2 separate regions of the Mus musculus genome follow, and region 2 is linked to region 1. The links are chromatin contacts, called in public HiChIP or PLAC-seq maps. All regions are on one chromosome and are shown on one strand. Each heading gives the region's core, a stretch centred on a gene start, on an enhancer-like site or on the middle of the called end of the contact. The rest is flanking DNA. Distances are from core to core; before and after follow the strand shown. Region 1 holds the start of 4930590A17Rik (RIKEN cDNA 4930590A17 gene). Region 2 overlaps Grik1 (glutamate receptor, ionotropic, kainate 1).

Region 1 (2,700 bases), core at 110-2,609:
GACACTTGTCTCAAAAAAAATTTTAGATAAATAAATAAATGACATTTTGGGTTTGTTTTAGACTGTATGCTCTCTAATTCTGACATTTACTTAGTACTTTATAGCTTTCGAAATGTTTATACACACATCACATTTGATCCTTTGTGTGATTTTAATTCAGCTTTACTATCAGAAGTAATGGATATTGGAGTCCAGAACCTTGAGTCATGGAAATACAGTTAATAGAGAATTTTATAAGTTGTCCAAACTCTGCTTCAAGCACAGCCACATGTGACTTCATTGTGTGGAATCGCTGTGTTTCAGTGGCTAAATATTTTCCAGCTTCCGTTTTCAAACATCTAACACTAGAAGGTTACCTAAGAGCACAAGGTTGCTTTGAAGAACTATTTATCAAAATAGGTGCCACTGGCAAGCACTTAATGAGGTTTTCATGGATAAATAACACAGAGGGAACCAAACTCAACATTCCCTCACCATGTGGTAGTTTAGTATATTCAATATGGTATCATGGATGAAAAAATTTCAACCTATTCAGTATCTCTCATGCCCTTAGGTCATAGTGTCTTTTCTATGAAGCAACTGGCAAGACCTCTGTCCCCATATGACACTCTCTAAATCTATCATGAGAACACTGAAATCACATCATGGCATAGAACATAAAACTACTTTAGTCTTTATATTAAATATGGCATCCTATAGAATAATTAAATATTTCTCTCTGGTCACATAAGCAGTCAGAAAATGATCAGCATCTTAAAGAAAATGGGATTAAGAATATAAATAATCAAACACTGTCCAATTTTCCCCGAGCACGTGTTTAAAATGAACAGCCAAGTCACTACACTCAAGGGAAGGGCCTGCATGAGGAAGATATGAGGATTTATAGGAGTAGCTTTGAGCAGTCTCTCCAGACAGTAAACTCTAGTGCGAGGTTAGGGCAAGGCAACTGCAATCATTTGAGACATTCAGTTGTTTCTCGTAGTCAAGTAAAGTTATGACTCAATTATCTAATCAGTAGTTTAAATAAGAAGTTGGATCCCGATTAATCATTGCTTTGTATGAATTGACTCAAACCAAAAATGGAGCTACTAATTCTAAGTGACAGATCATACATACATACATACATACATACACAGGCATATTTGGCATTTGATATATAATGGACCATTTATGTGGAGAATCCAAGAAAAATTGTGTATCTTTAAGACAGAAACTTCATGATATTGATAATCTCAACATTTATTGGTAAAACATAGATCCATCCTTACTCAGAATGATCAAGTAAGTAGGTTGTTGCTGACTTGGGCCTTTGTTGATTTTTTTTTCTACTTCTCCTCTTCTTTTGTCCAACCTTCTAACAACCAGTTCTTGTTGCCATGGCAATAACTGCTGAGACCACATTGACCTCTACCGGGTCCATTTCGTTTCAAGTGAAATCTAGAACAAAAGCCATCAAACGATATTTGCACCATTGGTTCAGAGAATTTAGTGTAAATCACAGTCATCTGGAGGAGGGATCTGCAGCTCGTACACTCACACTCGTGTGTTCACTTGGTGGGCACAGCCAGGAATTGGCAGGTTTCACCAAGCCTGAAAATGAATATTTAAAATTCACTCTCTGCATTGGTTTCCATTAAAGTTAACTTGAATGTATTAATTTTCTCCAAAATCAGGACATACACATGAGTCTTGAACTCTCTTGAATGCTAAGGATTGTTTGATAGTTTTTTTTTTTTAACATAAATTTATTTCACAATAATCCTGAGTACAGCTGCTTTACTTTAAAGCACTTGGCAAACATGGGCTCTTATAAATAAATAAATAAAAATCCTCCCTTGAACATAGCAGTTTTGTTAAGTTAGATGGTAAGCATCAATTTTTATAACACAATTTTTCGGCTTTCAAAATTCCTTCCATAGAAACTGGCGATATGGGCAAGACAGTTCTTTCTTAACCTTTCAAAGCATTTCCATTTACAACAGTAGCAGGCTGTGAGTTATATTTTTAAATTACTACTTAAAGTCAAGCAGAGAGGCAGAATGGCATTAAAAGATTGGACGAAGGCATCAATAATAATAACATTATATTAATTTGTTTCTTCATAAGTCTGTCAGTCACCTAATTCAAAGAAGAAAAATAATAAAGCTTCATATTGTACTTTGCTGTTTTAGACTAAAATTACAAATTGAATTTTAACATTTTTTTTTTCAGTAAAACTACATAAACAATATGAAAATTGGCTGGACTCCTATGATTATAAACTTATTCAAAAAATCATTCTCAAAAATCCTCACTGTATTTGACAAGCATTATGTTATATTGTTTATGAGTCATAATGCAATACTACAGTGAATTCCAATTAATGTACAAGCATGTGGTGTTTATACTACAAGGTCTGTTTGCTAGGAAGCCTGAACACGGAGAAGCAAAGGGAAAGAAAACAATTTTCCTGTACTGCTTTCTGTACACCTAGTTGCTGCAAAAGGCACCATAAATTAATCTCTCGCAGAGAGTAAAGGGCCCCTGCTTCCTGCTGACATTGTAGCTCACCTGTAGGAACTACCTCACTAAGCTTCACCCCTCTGTGGATTGTTATGTCCAGATGCGCAGGAATTAAAATCGTTTCGGCTTTCAAAATTCCTTCCACAGAAACTGGCGATATGGGCAAGAAGGTTCTTTCTTAACTTTTCAAAGCATTTC
Region 2 (2,700 bases), core at 102-2,601, 130 kb before region 1:
GAACAGCTCTGGTTTCTGGGTTTCTGACCAGCCAATAGGACTGGAAGAGCATTTCTTACTGTTTTAAAACCTTCTCTCTTGGCCACAGACAGTAGAGTTCTTGTCATGGACTCCTCACTGCCCTGTATAAGACAAGATTTAGTTTCCAGGGGTAAGTAGACTACTTCCTGCAGGACTCAAAATCATACTGCACCGTACCCTCTTGATTCCATCTGATGAGAACAGTTTTTTTTTAATATTTAATTGTGTTGTTCCATTCTGTCTGGATATACACTGAGTATTTACTGTGTTTTGTAGATTGTCCCAGGCACTTGTCATTCACTCGTGGCCCAAAATAAAATAGAAAACACTGACTTCGCATGTTTATTTTCTATGGTAACCTAAAGAACAGCCTATCATTCACCCTCAACAAAGTGATATGGTTTTTGTTTCACACATGATAAACTATGTGGAAGAGAAAAAGAGCAGCAGAGTAGGGAAGCTGGAGTGAAATTTCCAGTGTTTGGAACCATGTCACATCACCTTGCAATAGTGAGCTTTGAGCAAAATGTTGAGACTGGTGAGGAGGTGAGTTATATAGTACCAGAGGGCTCCAGCTAAGCTAGCTGCTAGTGTTGGAGAAAGCATGTCTTATGCATTATAGAGCTCAGGAAGAAGTAAATGTAATTGGAACTGAGTTAGAGAAGATTGGTGGTAGACAAGGCAAGGAAGAGAAACTGATGAAGCCCATGCTGGGGTACTAGAGACCCCTGGGAGAATTAGTGCTCTGTGTGAAATGGAAAGTCATTGGAGAAGGTATTGAAGAGGATCAAATCAACAATATATTAATGGAGGTTGTTGTATTGCTAAAGCACTCTATGTAGGTGACAGTGGTCATGACAACTGTAGGAGCCACATTGTTCCGACAGAAATCAAGCCAGGAAATGGAGGTGCTAGCATTGGGGTAAGAGAGAGCCAAGCACCGGGAGCAGGTCAGAGGCTGAACAGGCCTAACACTCTGAATGTCTGAGTGTGGTTCCCATTTGCATGTCTCTCCTGTATGCCACTTCTCTTGCTCCCATTTACACTGTAGTGTGGGGTGTGCTTGAATGATGGATCAAAGAGTGAGAAGTCTTTGAGAAAGCTGTGTAAGCAGCATCCATCATGGGTAACCCCAACTTGTCATTCCCCCCTGCTTTGACAGCTTTTAAAAGCTGTCTTATGTGCGCATCAGTATTTTCGTGCCAGCATGACACTGACTTTGAAGTATAAAACTCTGAGAATCTCAGGTTGCAGACGTTTGCCTCAGTGGACTAACGCAACAGGAACTGAGTGAACTCCCATAGCTCTCCTAAAGTAACAAAGTTTGGCTGGCATTTCAGTCGAGTCATATGTCAAGGAAAACATACTGCATTCCTTTGACATGAGACAAATGCCATATGGTAAGCTTATTTTTAAAATTTTAAGGCAGGAAATCTATGATCTGTCTTAGGAACTATTAATGCTATCGTAAAGGCAAGGCATGCTATGACTTCTCATACCTGTGGGTTTGAAAAAAAAAATCTAGAATGATAATAATATCTTGAGATAGTGGAGGTCGGGAGATGGGGAGGGGAGTAAAAGTTAGTCTCTTCAGCTTTGACAGGAGCCAAAGGACAGAGTTGCCACCATCTGAGTTGTAAAGGGTTGAGTGCTGCTAACATGTAGGAAGACAAATAGATAATGTCCTACTTTCCTGTCTGATGCTGTGGCTAAATTTCCTGAAGGAAACTTAGTGAAGGAAAAGGAAAAAGATTTGTTTAGCTTACAGTTCCAGATTACAGTCTCTAACAATTCATTATTGCTAGGGGGCCAAGGCAGGAAGTCAGAGAGAGAGAGAGACAGAGAAAGAAAGACAAAGAGAGAGAGAGAGATAGAGAGAGAGAGAGACAGAGACAGAGACAGAGACAGAGACAGAGACAGAGAGACAGAGAGAGACACAGAGAGAGACAGAGAGAGAGACATACACAGACACAGAGACACAGAGAGAGATGAATGAATGTAAGTTGTCTGCATCCTTCACTCATGTAATTCAGAACCCAGCCCATGGATTGACATTTCCATACTCAGGCTGGGTCTTCCCATCTCCACTAATCATCAAAACAATCCCCCAAAGACATGCCATGGGTCATCCTCTTCTACATGATTCCTCAACTGAGATTCTCTCTTCAGGTGGCTTTAGGTTGTGGCATGTCGACATCAGAAACTAAGCATCACAGATATCAAGTCCTTGGGCATGGATGTGCTAAATCTGAATTTTAGGCCCATAGAGACAGCAAGCAGAGTTGTGACTAGCAGGGTCTGGATTTAAGGAAAGCAACCTGGATTTTGTATGCCACTGTGAATGCAAAGCACTGAGTCCTTAAGGCAGTAAGGCACTGACAGTCAACCCAGCCCTGGACTCATGGCACAGGGCTCCTGAGAGGTCTTTTGTTGCTGTTTATTCCTTGGTTTGTTAGGTTATGGTTTCATTATCTTCTGTATCCATCACATCCACACGAGATGCCCAGCAGCCTGCAATCGTCACCGGTAATTTTATCACACACAGTCTTAACATCTTATGGCAAGGGTATGTTAAATCACTCTGGCGGTTTGAATGAGAGTGTACCCCATAGACCCATTTTCTTGAATACTTCGTCCTCAGTTGATGAAGTGTTGGGAAATATTAGGATGTTGGGCTTC

What was found. HiChIP or PLAC-seq counts read pairs in DNA pulled down with a chosen protein or histone mark.
Region 2: a contact with region 1 is called in an H3K27ac HiChIP or PLAC-seq map of embryonic fibroblasts, with 12 read pairs. The contact joins the enhancer-like site here to the promoter of 4930590A17Rik in region 1. A contact is called at or near these places in 6 of 484 Hi-C or Micro-C datasets (3T3-L1-derived adipocytes, adipose-derived mesenchymal stem cells, embryonic fibroblasts and 2 more), 1 of 115 datasets of contacts at active chromatin or transcription factors (embryonic fibroblasts) and 2 of 9 other capture datasets (adipose tissue and pancreatic islet).

The regions. Positions count from the first base shown.
Region 1 is chr16:87,907,930-87,910,629 of GRCm38.p6, reverse strand. 4930590A17Rik (RIKEN cDNA 4930590A17 gene) reads right to left here and starts at 1,359. Exons shown (of 6, transcript NR_155304.1): 1 at 1,269-1,359. All of the region lies in intron 15 of Grik1 (glutamate receptor, ionotropic, kainate 1), which reads left to right.
Region 2 is chr16:88,041,247-88,043,946 of GRCm38.p6, reverse strand. The region is part of intron 3 of Grik1 (glutamate receptor, ionotropic, kainate 1); the gene reads left to right. Among named protein-coding and RNA genes, the nearest start is that of Gm33207, 33 kb to the right of the region's middle. Within about 2 kb of position 1,351, at least 13 of the 459 cell types and tissues checked have an H3K27ac peak or open chromatin away from gene starts, as enhancers often do. A contact at or near this core is called in adipose-derived mesenchymal stem cells and embryonic fibroblasts, where this site is marked.